Linked DNA regions of Rattus norvegicus: region 1 is linked to region 2. A link is a contact called in public Hi-C data. All regions are on one chromosome and are shown on one strand. The core of a region is the stretch at or near the end of the contact, and the rest is flanking DNA. Distances in the headings are between cores, read along the strand shown.

What was found. Hi-C and Micro-C count contacts between places; a contact is called where the count stands out from the background.
Region 1: a Hi-C map of hepatocytes shows a contact between it and region 2, with 2.3 times the contacts expected there. The contact joins two enhancer-like sites. A contact is called at or near these places in 7 of 12 Hi-C or Micro-C datasets (the A7r5 cell line, the Rat2 cell line, Schwann cells and 3 more).

The regions. Positions count from the first base shown.
Region 1 is chr3:77,044,822-77,051,977 of GRCr8, forward strand. All of the region lies in intron 1 of Itga6 (integrin subunit alpha 6), which reads left to right. Among named protein-coding and RNA genes, the nearest start is that of Itga6, 23 kb to the left of the region's middle. Within about 2 kb of position 1,345, at least 2 of the 93 cell types and tissues checked have an H3K27ac peak or open chromatin away from gene starts, as enhancers often do. A contact at or near this core is called in hepatocytes, where this site is marked.
Region 2 is chr3:76,844,368-76,850,669 of GRCr8, forward strand. The region is part of intron 2 of LOC102555148 (a long non-coding RNA gene); the gene reads left to right. Among named protein-coding and RNA genes, the nearest start is that of Dlx2, 66 kb to the left of the region's middle. Within about 2 kb of position 3,909, at least 1 of the 93 cell types and tissues checked has an H3K27ac peak or open chromatin away from gene starts, as enhancers often do. A contact at or near this core is called in hepatocytes, where this site is marked.

The sequences.
Region 1 (7,156 bases), core at 95-2,594, 200 kb after region 2:
TGTCCTGAGGTATCCAAAGGCATTTCTCACAAAGCTGAGAACTGAGAATAAATGAGGTGGTCCACAAAGAAGCAGTGCTCACCTCAGGTCCTTGGAGCTGCAAGGGCAGAAGGGCTGCTTGCTTACAGACTCCTTGAAGCCCCCGTGGAAGCCTTTAGAGGACAGATCAGTAATATTACATAACTAGGCATAGGAAGAACAAGGCTTCTCCGTGGGTGTTGAGCTGGGGTTAGGGCAAAGGTGAGGACAAACGGACTAGTTCAAACCATTCTGCTAAAGTCCAGGTATGACCCTCGGGTAGCTCGGATCTCTGTCATAGCAAAGCAACCAATGAGAAGGGGCCAGATACTGTGTCAAGCGCAGACTGTACTCAGAGGGGAAGTGAGTTAATTGAATTGGGTTATGAGGTCAAATTGAACTCACTTGTAAGTGAAGGACGGATCTGTAGGTCTCACCTCTTCTCAAATGGGGCACAGTAGGAATGATCAAAGTGGGCGTGATATTCTCATGACAGCTATCGAGGCTTTGCGTTAGAGAAGGGGACACAGAATGAATCGGTTTGTTTCTGTTACCAGTTGAAACAGCCGCAGTGAAGCCACGCCCTGGCAGTGCTTGCTCTTAATGCCACCTTCAGCGGGGTTCCCCACTGGCCACCAGGGTTCCCCACTGGCCACCAGGTCATGTTTTGTTTTTGGGGGTGGGGAGGTTTGCCACTACTCCCGAGCTGCAGCAAACACCTAATACGCTACTGTTCCCCTTTTCTTTTTTTAATGGATTAATTTATTTGATTTTGTGCCATAAACTGCACTAAACGGCCTTTCTGTAAGCAAAAGGCAGCATTTTAGATAACAGAAAAGTTAAACAGAGTTAAAGCCAAAAAATGTAGACTAGGCCTTGCTACTTCTATGAACTATTGCCCGTAGCAGACCAGCTTTGCCAGTGCTGAGACAGTGAAGTGTGTGTGTGTCCCGCCAGTGTTTAAACATAGTCACACAACCAGTTACATAATCTAGACAAAACCAGTCTTTACTAGGTTTTGAGGTGGGATTCCCCATCCTTGGGTAAAGGGAGGCATTTTCATAAACGTTTCTCAGAGTTTTACAATCTGTCAATTACTAAACCTGGACTTTGTTCTAATTGTTTAACTTACTTGGTTTAGTTCGCTCTTGATTGAGCATCCTTTGGGTACCGGACACTGGCTTCTGGAGGATTTGTGCTGAGGGAGGTCAATGGGCAAAGTTGTCCCTGGTTATTGCAAATGAAGGACAGGCAAATGAGAAAGCAGAGGCAGGCACAGGACAGATTACGCAGAGAACTGGAAGCTGTGGGAGGAGGCAGGGCAGAGGTCTGGGGCTAGTAGAAAGCTGTTGGCTGCTGGAGTGTGAGGCAAGCCCACTGAGGTTGGAGTACAGAGTGAGGGAAGGCTCAACCTGAAGCATGCCCTTTAGAAGTGCCCAGCCCGGAATGTTTGTTTTGTTTGTTTTTTTAAATCAGAGTGAATCTGGGAAAGTGACCATTTTGGATTCTCTGCTGCACCCAGGACGGTAGAATGATCTCTACAGTGTCCATATCCTGGCTCTTCAAGACCGTGAATATGCTCTGTTAAATGCTTTCGGATTAGTAGTTAGGGAAATGATGCAGATGGGTTCAGGGATTGCAGAGATGGATCTTCATGATGGGGCAGATGGGGGCAAAAAAAGATTTGGAACTGCTGATGCTACAAATGGAGGGGCCATCAAGCAAGGAGGGTGGCAGCGTAGGAAACAGAAAGGGCAAGACAGGTGTGCTTCAGGCCACTTAGGCCTTGGCAACTTGTTACAGCCCTGTAGAAAACAGACTCCTAGGCAACTCAGTGTTCCCTTGAGTGCACGTGGTAGCCTGACTCATGCCAAGGGCGGCAAGTGGGGTTAGGTAGAGCTGTGTGCCATCTCTAACAGTGTTCATCACACCTGAGGACAGCATTGGCTTTTCCCTGGAGGAAAACCCAAGTTTTGCCAGTATGCTTGCATTTAGTTCCTCTGAAGCTGTCTCGTAGGGCTGATAAAACAGGACACACCAAATGGGATAATGTTTGCTGGAGTGCAGCCCTGTGCCATTGGATATGCTTCTGCGAGTGCAGAGTCCTCGAATGTAATTTCAGACCACCAAATAGACAGTCACCAAAATGGACTTTGTAGCCCATTTAAAAATGAGAAATCTGGGGCTGGAGAGATGGCTCAGTGGTTAAGAGCACCGACTGCTCTTCCAGAGGTCATGAGTTCAATTCCCAGCAACCACATGGGGGCTCACAACCATCTGTAATGAGATCTGATGCCCTCCTCTGGTATGTCTGAAGACAGTGACAAGTGTACTTATATATAATAAATAAATCTTAAAAAAAAGAGAAATCTAGATTAAAAAAACATGACCATATGTATAAATGAAATATGTATATATGTATATGGTGTGTATATGTATATGTGCAATACACACACACATATTGCAGTAATTATTAAAAAAAGGATGGCAACCTTTTATCCCACGCTAGTGACAGCACCCATAGGGCCACATGGCACTGCGGGGTATCTTTATCTCAGTGGCCCCACGATGCCCCCAGATCAGGGTGGTCTGCAAGACATTCCAGTGTGGCACCTGGCCATGCTGCTCCCTGGAGTTAGTTCCAGCACCAGAGGGCCATATGAAACTCACCATAATTTATCTCTGGTTAGTATCTCTCCCGGCGACTTTCTTCTATCCGTGAACTCTCTGGTTCAAGCTATCAGGACTCTAAAAGTCCAGCATGGGGCTGACCTATTGTGGCTCCCTGCCAAGGACTCTGCCCACACTCCCAACAACCACCCCCTGGTAGTTAAAGTATAAACGCCCAACTACCCAGTGAAAGCATGACTCAATAAGCTGTAATTTATCGATCAGGTTTATATGTTAAATTCTCAATCCACAATACACCCACACAATAAACTCACAGCCAATTGATATATAAACTGCCCACCTAGATAAGATAAATCTACCTATAGAAATCCATCCTTAAGAAATATACATAACTACCTAGGACCATTGAAGATCACCCGGATCTGGGTCGTCCTTCTCTAACTCCTTCTTAATTCCCTCTCCTTCCCCTTCTCTCCTGCCTTACAAAAGCTTTGTCCCCACCTTACCTTTTACTGTCCAATCATGAGCCTTGACCTAATTTGTGGCAGCCTTCACCTCCATATAGACATCAACCTACACACACACACACACACACACACACACACACACACACACACACACACACACGGAAGCAGAAAGGGGACTATTTGGAGGGAGGAAAGGGACCCAGGAATAGGGATAGGAAATTATGGGGAGAAATATGACAAGGTAGGAAAGGGACCCAGGAATAGGAATAGGAAATTATGGGGGGAGATATGACAAGGTAAAGCGATGTGTACCTGACAATGTTAGCATGAAACCAGTTATAATATTAAAAATAACTTAAAAGCAATGTGAGCTGTGAGTCCAACAGCCGGTGCAGGGGTGCATGGCTTGGTGTGGGCAAGCTTTAGTGGCTCCATTATTTCTCCCTGGGTAAGGAAGGCCTTGGGAGGGAGGAGCAGCAGAGTAAATTAATTTTAGAGAGGTGAGTAAAGGCCACATTTCCCATTGATCTGACTAGGCTAGTGTACATACTGACAAGCCCAGGGGTTGGTGAAGAATGGGGCCATTTTGTTAGCCACTGGTTCTTCTCTCACTGGACTCCTGAAGAGTCCCAGCTGAGGAGAAGTGGGGTTACTTGTAGGGTTGGTGGAGCTTTAGTGGCTAGAGATTACCCATGAGGAAGCCTGGCCATAGGACTCCTGGGCAAAGCTAGCTCTCCAGGGCCTGTGCACCAAGGACAAATGCCACCACACAGGGTAGCATGTGTTTGGTGCTCACTATGGAGTAGATGCTGCATGGAGCACATTCAGCCAGCTTTATGTCTGAGGCTGGGTTAACTATCACTAGTCTTCAACCTAGGACTTTTCTAATGGGGGTGTTGAGCTTTCAGGCAACAGGTGAGAGCAAGGCCTGCCCTGGTGAAACCTAGGCTACAGCCAGTCATGGTAAGGCCTAAGAGCAGAACTCTTTTGTGGGATAGTGTGGGGATGCAAAGTGAACTCAATACAAGGTGGCCTATGTGGAAAGGTATAGTGCTTCCCCCACCCCTTCCTAACACACCTGCCCACAGTTGGGGAGGTCATAGAAACGTCTTGGAAAGATGTTTTCCCTTTGCCCCTGAATAGCTGCAGCCTGGTCAAAGGAAGAAGATCGTCTGCTCTCTAACTACCCTCCCTGACACCAGACATGATAACATAAGAGAGGACTGGGAATGAGGAGTCAGAATCTGTGAATGCCAAATGTCACCATCCTTCCCCGTTCTATGCAAAGTTTAGCTATGAGTGGTTAACAGAGAAAACCCCTATCATTTTACTAAGAGTGGCTGCAGGAGGAGAGTATTCTGTACATGTTCTACCAAGAGCCATCTCTTCAGTTTGTTTGTTGCCACAGGCATTAGTGACTGATGGCCAGCTAGGCTGCCCTTCCCATGATGGCTTGGTGGGTCCTGGAGGAAGTGTGACTGGTATCAGCAAAGCTTCACTGCACATCAAGACTGCCTCTAGCTCCTGGCCACTGTAGAGCAGGACTTTCTGGAAGCTTCTGGGCATGCAGCTTGGGTTTTGTTGTCTTGTTGCCCCCAGGACCATGGTTGAGCTTCGAGATCTGACCCTTGAGTCTCTGCACCCTGTGGGTAGTACCTCTAAGTCCTACTACACTTAATTTTATATATCAGTCTGACTGATGCCGGATGAACTTCTAGGTTCTCTCTGGTGATCTTCAACTTTATGAGAATCTGGGGTGGTAGCCATGATGTAATGGGAGCCGGCAGAAGTGTGGGTAGCCAATGGCTGATACTCACGGAATAGGAGATGGCCAAACAAGGGGTCTTAGAGAGGTAAGGAGGGCCAAAGAGCAAAACCTAAATGTTCTTGTGATGCACTTTATACTAGCAGCATTAAAGTGGGTGGAGGAAAGCAATGGAAAAAGTAAAAAAAGAAAGAAAGAAAAGAAAAGCCTCTAGAAGCACAAAGGGAGCCTCAGGAGAATGTGTAGATGGAACACAGAATTTTGAGGACATACCAAATGCACAAAATAGAGTTATGTAAAAAAGCACACTTAGAAGAGAATGAGTTTCCAGGGGTTTGCAGACATGACTGCAGAATTATAAGATGTCCGTAGAAGAACTGGAAATTAAGTTGGACGCTACCCAAACCACAGAGAAGAGAAGAACTTATGAGAAAAATGTTGATTACCCCAAGTATCCAACACCTAAGAAGCAGGGATTCCAGGAAGAGACTGGGAGAGGAGGCTGCCTCAAATGGTCTGTGTGTGATAGGAGGCATGTCCTAGGAGGGGTGAACATGTTCTTCAGAGTGTGAGCGAGGCTGTATAGAACTCACGTATTGATAAAGGCTTCTATACAGATCAAGGCATTCCAGGATGCCTGGGATAAAGTGGGGAGTAGAAGAACCACCCTCAAAGGAACGCAGGTCTGGATGTCAGCACTGCCGTCAGGGTTCTCAGGAGGTGAGTTGAATGCCTTGACTCCCCCTGAGGTGAGAGAAAATAAAGACAGTCTATATACTCAGGCTTGCCTTATCCATCACCTACTGTTAGGTCAGTAAGAAAACCCAACTAAGAGGAAAGCATGGGCCCCCAGGTCAGAGCATATCACCCAGTGTAGCAGTGAAGGGAGGTCAAGCACAGCCTATAGAGCAGGCCTAGCTGCCTGACAGGTAAACAGGAGTCTAAGCCAGAGCCAGGTCTTGATCTAATACAAAGCATGGTTGGGAGTTTAAGAGTCAAGACAAAGTGCAATGAAACCAGAAATGAAAGGCCATAGAAACACTAGGGAAAACAAAGGTCATGGTCTGAACATGAATCCCACCACATGATAGAACTCGAGGGAAGCAAGTGTGTTTGACCTCAACATTTTGAGGAAACTGACATCTAATTCTGGTACCAGTCCTCGATACATTGATTGTTGGCTTAGACTTTCCCCCAAACCTTTATTTAGTGTTCTTAAACTCTTCAACCTTGCTTCTAAGTCACTGACCAGAGATGGGGGAGAAGAAAGAAGGTTAATAAGAAAAGGGGGTTGTGGACCTGTTTAGTAGTAGTTCTTTGGAATGGGCAATTCCACTCATTGTTGTCAAAATAACCAGCAGTCCAGTCCAATAGCAAACACCAAACATGAATCAGTAGAGGACACTCGATCCAGCAGAAACTGCAAGGCTCCTCTGAATTGGCTTTAGTCAATGGAAGGAGCCAGAATCAGCTGGAATATACCACAAGAAGTTCTTTGGTGCATTTCTCTCTACAAAGTGAAGACGAGTGAAGCAGCGAGACCTAAGTGGTGTGCTGCGTCCCAATGCAAGAGTGACCCCTCACTGTTTATGGGGTTCCATACATCATGCACCCTCTCCAGCTTCCACTCAAGCAAAACATCACACGCCTTCTCATGTGTCTGCTTCAGCAAAGCATCCTCTCACTGAATAATGCTTACATACCTGGGACTGTAAGAGAGAAAGAGAGGGGGGGAGAGAGGGGGAGCACAAATTGTGGTTAACAAAAGGCAACTTAGCTCTAAGTGTGTATGAAAGAATGGAAGATGGCACAGTAAGACTTGGGACAGTGAAGAGGAACATCTGGGAAGAAGGGTCAAAATGCGTGCAGCTTCATCTCACTCATTGAGGAATTGACATTTTTATCAAATGTTGAAAAGAAAATAGTTCAGGAATTTAAAAACGTAGCCTAGCCGATATGACCCAAAGCAACGAGTGGCTTGTTGTCTTCCCCTTCTGATGATAGGGCCAACATTGGTTAATTAAGAAATATCACAATCTATAATTAAAGAGAAGTTAAGCCTAGAATAAGTAAGAGAGTTGCCTCGTTTCTGTAGCCTGGGGTGAGTCTAGAATCTGTTACTTCTACCCTAAGTTCTTTATTTTTTTTTATTTCTTACCATTGTTATTTATTTATTTTTTTACTAAAAAATTAGATAAGAGTTTGAGGATGGCTTCAGATATCAGAGCGACAGTTTCCTGGATAATGCCATGGTCCTGGTTTTTCAGGTCTTCAT
Region 2 (6,302 bases), core at 2,659-5,158:
AGCACCCTTGCTAACTAACCACACAATGTATGGCAAAAATTGTCCAGATCTATATTTCCACTTGGTAATTCTATGTGTTATTAATATTGCTGATGCTTACCTTTCATTGGCCATAGGATGCCACATGGTTTCATATTATTATTGCAAACCTGATTCTCTCTCTCTCTCTCTCTCTCTCTCTCTCTCTCTCTCTCTCTCTCTCTCTCGGCAAGATGCTACTCTGTATTCCAGGCTGGAATCACACTCAAGTTTCTCCTATTTCAGTGTTTTGCACACTGCAATGACAGGCACACCTGGCAGAGGAGTGTCTGGAAATGAAGGAAGCCAGAAAGACTCGGTGAACACCACCAACACTGCCAGCGTCACTGAACTCATATTCGAGAAATACCAACGTTAAGATCTCCAGACCCCAACATATCTGGGTTTTTTAGAATCAGAAGATTGTTTTGCTGTTTTCACACACAGGGAAGGGAGGTAGGAAAATCATGAATGAATGAATGAATGAATATGAGTTCTAGAAGAAGGGATTGGGGTGGGATGGGGGACATAGGAGAGGGTAGGGAGCCGGTGTCCCGAGGAGAAGAAAACCAAACCTGAAACTCTGTTTTTTTTTTTGTTGAGACAGTACCTGCTCGCCTGTCCTTGTTTTTTCTGAAGGGTCTGTGGAAAGGGTTACATGAAAGTCTCACATCTTCAGAGAATTCAGGCTGTGATACCTTGCTATGTTACTCGGCGCCTTTTACATAGAGAATTGCATGAGAGTTCTCAGAGCTTACGAATAGGAAGACACGGATTTCTTTTTTTTTTTTTTTTTTTTTTGGAGCTGGGGACAGAACCCAGGGCCTTGCGCTTCCTAGGTAAGCGCTCTACCACTGAGCTAAATCCCCAGCCCCGAAGACACGGATTTCTGGACACCCTTCTGTGCTTTCTGTGTAATTTTAGAGTGGGAAGTCTGTTTCTAATTTTACTTTTGTTGTAGGAAGCTCAGAGCTGAAGCTGATGACATCTCAGCTCACCCTGTTTCCCTACTAATGCTCTGGTCTTCGAATATTAACAATGTTTCTCATGGGAGCACATGCTTTCAACATTAGCACTTGGGAGGCAGAAGCAGGCAGAGCTCTGTTCAGTCTGCCTGGTCTACAGAATCAATTCCAGGATAGTTTAGGACTACATGGAGAGACCCTGTCTCAAAACATACAAGCAAACAAATGAACCAATCAACCAAACAAAAAACAGACATTTCTTTCTTGATTATTTCTGTCTTAGGCTATTTTTTACTCTGAAGTTGTCTTTCGAAGGACGACAGACAGCTAGTATATAAATTACAAAAAATGACATCTTTAACTTTTTTTTTTGAGACAGAGAATCACTACGTAGCCCTATATGACCTGGCCTGGCCCCTGGGGTTGATACTGGGATTTAAGGTATGTACTGCCACATCTGGGTCTTTTTTAATAGATACAATATTTAGGGAAACATGTCTAATTTTCAAATACAACAGATCATTCTTCTGTGTTTCTATACCAAAGCTACATTAATACATTTGAGGCAGAAAAATTGGTTGAATGTGAATAAAGCTTTGGGGGGAAATGGACAAAAGCACTTTTCTTGTTGTTAATTTATTTTTTGAGACAGTCTCTCTACATAGCCCTGGAACTGTCCTGGAACTGACTCTGTAGATTAAGCTGGTCTCAAACTCATAGAGACCTGCCTGCCTCTGCCTCCAGATAGCTGGGCTTAAAGGCGTGCCCCATGCTGCTCCCCTTGGCTAGACAAAGGTACTTTTCATTATTAGATGCTCTGGGATTACACATCACTCAGAATCCACACTTCGGTGCACACAGGATAATCATATCATAATAAGCTTCAAAATGTGCCCATTGTTAGATTTAAAGGTGACATTCTGGGTAAACGCTCTCAGAAAACAATACTGGATGTGGCAAAGATGTGTAGTAACACAGTAGCTGATGCTTTCGAAGTCACTGGCTAGTGACTCGAGGACATCGTGTCACATGGGAACAAGCATCATTGATACCCCATTTAAAGGGTGAGAAAACTGAGGCTCAAAGAAGTTAGTCACAATTCACTCCTCCTGTGCTCGAAGCTTCCTGTTCCAGGAGATCCCTCAGTCTTGTGCAAGTCCGATGGTGGTCACCCTGTTCCTGCCATGATGACACTGCCATCTCGTGCCCCTCCTCCCTCACTTTTTCTGAGCCCAAATACGGTCATTCTCTCTGTAATGACCTTCCCAGCTTGGAGAGGTGAGGACGGAACAATACTCACTAATATTTGTTCCAGGGCCAATGCGTAAATAAAAAGGATTGATTGGCTTTTCTGCTTTGTATCTATTGATCCTTTGCTTGGAAAAACAAGGATAATTTTAAGTCCAATAAACAGTATGGGGATTTATGTCTTGATTTTGCTCTGACTGTCCTTGTGACCTTGAAAATGCTCAATTTTCTGATCTATAGGAGATCTATGGGTATTGCTGAACATTTCCTCAATATTCTTGGTCATAATGTCTTTCTCTAGGGTGTGTTGGAGGATTGCCAACCAGGCTTTCATTGTCTCTTAGGAAGGGTTTCGTTCAAAGTTGGCTTGGATTTTGCTTAATATAACTTTATAAAATAGAATCCATCAAAATAACCTATTTCTCCTTATCATTGATGTTTGATCTGGTCCATTTGCTAAGTCTTGGCCCTTGTTTTAAATTATGCATCATCTCTTTTTTTATTACGTAGTTTGACTGATATAGCAAATTTTATTCAAAATGCACACACACAATGTATCAAATTCTATTGATTTATTAGAATATTTTCAGTGTAACAACATTATAACATTACAAAACCTTTCTTAAACTTGATGAATTATATATTTCTCCATGCATTTGTACAGATATCAGTAAAGGGAGAACTGTCTTGATGCCTTGACCTAATCAGGTGAGCCCTTTAAAAGCAGAATCTTCCAAGGAGATTTGAAACAAAAGAAAAAAATTGCCAAGTCATTTGTGGCTTTGAGGTGGGGACTATGATGCAAGGGGTGTGATTGGTCTCTAGGAGCTAAGGCAGTGCCAGCTGATAGAGAGGGTGGGAGACCTTGATTCCAGATGCAGGGCAGTAAACTCTACCAAAGATTAGGGAATTGGGGGGGAAGACCTGGCTGTGTGCCTAGACTTAAGTGAACCAACAGGTTCACACAGCAACAAGAAAACTGATTCCCAGCTCTTTCTCATTTGAAAGTACTGTCTGAAGGGCTGGGGAGATGGCTCAGAGGTTAAAATGCTTGCCATGCAAGCAAGCAGGAGCACTGGAGGGTGGCTCCTTAGAACCTCAGAACAGGCTAGCTAGGTAGACTGGCTGTATTGGTGAGCTCTGGGTTTGATCTAGAGGGCCTACCTCAGAAAGAGAGAGGTGGAAAATGATCAAAGGAGATTCCTGACATCAACCTCCAGCCCCAGATTCACAAACATGCATGTGCACCCATGTGTCCCCCCCCATGAACACACACACACACACACACACACACACATACACACCACAGAAACACACACACAAAAGGCAAGCACACTTGGATATACATTATGCATGCATACAGATGAAAAGAAGAAAAAAGGAAATAAAAAAAGAAGAAAGGGAGAATAAAATAGAGAAAGAAAGAGAATGAAAGACACAGAATGTAGAATTTTCCAATGGATTGTATTGTTAATGATCTGGCTGGCACTGCCTCATCATGGGTCTAATGCCATGCCTGGGGGCATGCTTCGTTGAAGAATTACTCAATTAAACCTTCTAGTAACTGAAAAAAATCTATTAAATTTCACTTGCTGAATCAGCCCATTTTCTGTTGTCAGTAACACACCTCACTGGATACATTTGAGAAAGAAGTTTATTTTGGCTCAAGGTTCTAAGGTCCATAGTCAAGGGGGGTGGCAACTAATGATGGACACATTGCTGGCAAATCCCTACTAAGTCAGTGGACCTGACTCTTTGTGTGTGTGTGTGTGTGTGTGTGTGTGTGTGTGTGTGTGTGTGTGTGTGTGTGTGTGTGAGAGAGAGAGAGAGAGAGAGAGAGAGAGAGAGCTGCAGGCTTAGTTCATTGACGCTCATTTTCAGTGATCCTATTAGTCCTAAATACCTTCCAAAGACCCCTACTCTCCACTAACTCCTGCCACCTCTGCTGGATCATGATTCTACCTGTTAAGTCTACCCTGCACAGAGGTGATGACATTTCAACACAAAGTCTTGAGAAACACATTCAAGTCAACATATACTGTGGAGTATATAAGGGGAGGATAGGTGTTCTTTACAGTTCCCCAGCAGCAGAATGGCATTGGCTTAGCATTTAGTTTGTCCAACACACTCATTTAGTGGTGTCTCAGACTGGTTCTATCAGTGTCTGCCAGGTGTGTGTGTGTGTGTGTGTGTGTGTGTGTGTGTGTAACATGTTTTCCCCCATGCTTAAATGGAATGTTTCCTTCATTGGCAAAAGACTTGATGAAAAAGAGCCCTATCAAGATGAAATGTTATTAGTGTTGGCCTTTCACCACGCGCATACCTTCTATAGATTGTTGGAAACGTCAAGGTAACAATTGCTTTGACTTTATAATTCTTTTCCTGATTCTCAACATGGTCTCAGTTTTCTGTGGGAGAACAGAGGCCAGCAGTATCTAAAGTGAGGAGAAACCAGGAGCATGGCCATGCCGGCGCGTGGACAAATGTCGAGACATCTCAGGTTTGATCTTGGAGTCAAGATCCTAGCAGCCCCTGCTCTTCAGCTGGGCATTCCTCTGCTTCCGGACCGGACATGGTGGGATGTCTGAGCAGCGAGCAAAACAGGGTGTGTGAGCGGTTAGCACAGTGCCTGGTGTCAGGAGGCTCTCAATCATTAGCTAGTACTGCAACCATGAAATGTGAAAGACCTGACTCCTGCCACTTCCACGAATGGAGCTTTTCTTCTGTAATGGACAAACAATAGGCATTTATACCCATTGCTCACAGGATCCAGATATGAAAACATAAATTACATTTTATTAGATACACTTGAAACACCATCCCAGGCATTCTGTACTTGGCTCCTTTTTGTGAGGGAAGGAAGGCTTTCTCTGTGAGACTCGCTTGTCCCAGAGTAGAGAAGAGCTACAGTAACTGTCCTCGGGGTTATCCAAGTCTCTAAACCCCTTCTCTGATCCCTAGAGCTCAGACTGGCTAAACCAGGCGATTACAGGAGGAGGCGCGTAGAGGGGGTGGCGATCGTCCATGTGTGGGGTAGCCTGGGGCTTGTGGCTTGTCTGGAGGAAGCTGGGGTTAGACTGATGGGTTGTTAAGATGTTCAAAAAGCAGGTTTTGCTCTCTGTGTGTGTTTGAGTGTGTGCATGTATGTGAGCATGCTTATATGTGTGAGTGTGTGTGTGTATGTGTGTGTGTGTGTGTGTGTGTGTGTGTGTGTTACACTGATAGCTTAGAGATGGGAACCAGGTAGGAGAGGTCATGGAGTTTGGCTTCAGAAATGCCTAAGGAACTTTCTGACTGGTCAAAACATGATACCAACTCTCACAGAAGGTGAGATGGAAATGGTGACATTTGCTTCTTTGTAGAGCAGGAAGGGAGGAAAAGAATTTAGCATCAGAAAAGCCCATTTGCTGCTCTCTCACATTCTCATTTTGAAATGGCATCTAGACTTCAAAACATGCTCACACTTGAAAAATGAATGCATTGGCCAGGGCTGGTGTTTACCAGTGTGAACTTGTTCTGGCATCCAGGTTTGTGTGTGTGTGTGTGTGTGTGTGTGTGTGTGTGTGGCTATGTAACTGCCATTTCCCCCTTCTGGTTGCCCAGATGAGGGAGATCCTTAGTTTCTTTGTTTAAAATAGATGTCAGGATGGGAGCAGGAAGGGGTTTCCTGCCTCTGGCAGAGGAGGATGTGACACTGAATTGCAGCTGAGACTTGAAGAGCTGCCACCCGAGAGCAGTATAACTGATACACCAGTTGTTTTTAGCTCACATCCGGGTCATGACTGTCCAGCTCCAGCCTACCCCGGGGGTACATTCAGTTCCCAGTGAGACGGTCCTGTCTTATTCAATTTCTATTGCTGTGATGTTAAAGATTATGACCAGAAACAGCTTGGGGCTGAGAGAGGTTTATTCAGTTTGCATATCTGGGATCAGTCCATTGAGGGAAGTCAGGCAGGGCAGGAACCTAGAGGCAGGAACTGAAGCGGAAGCCACCAAGGAGCACTACTTACTGGCTTGTTCCTTCTGGCTTTCTTAACTTGCTTTTTTATACAATTTAGGACCACCCGTCCA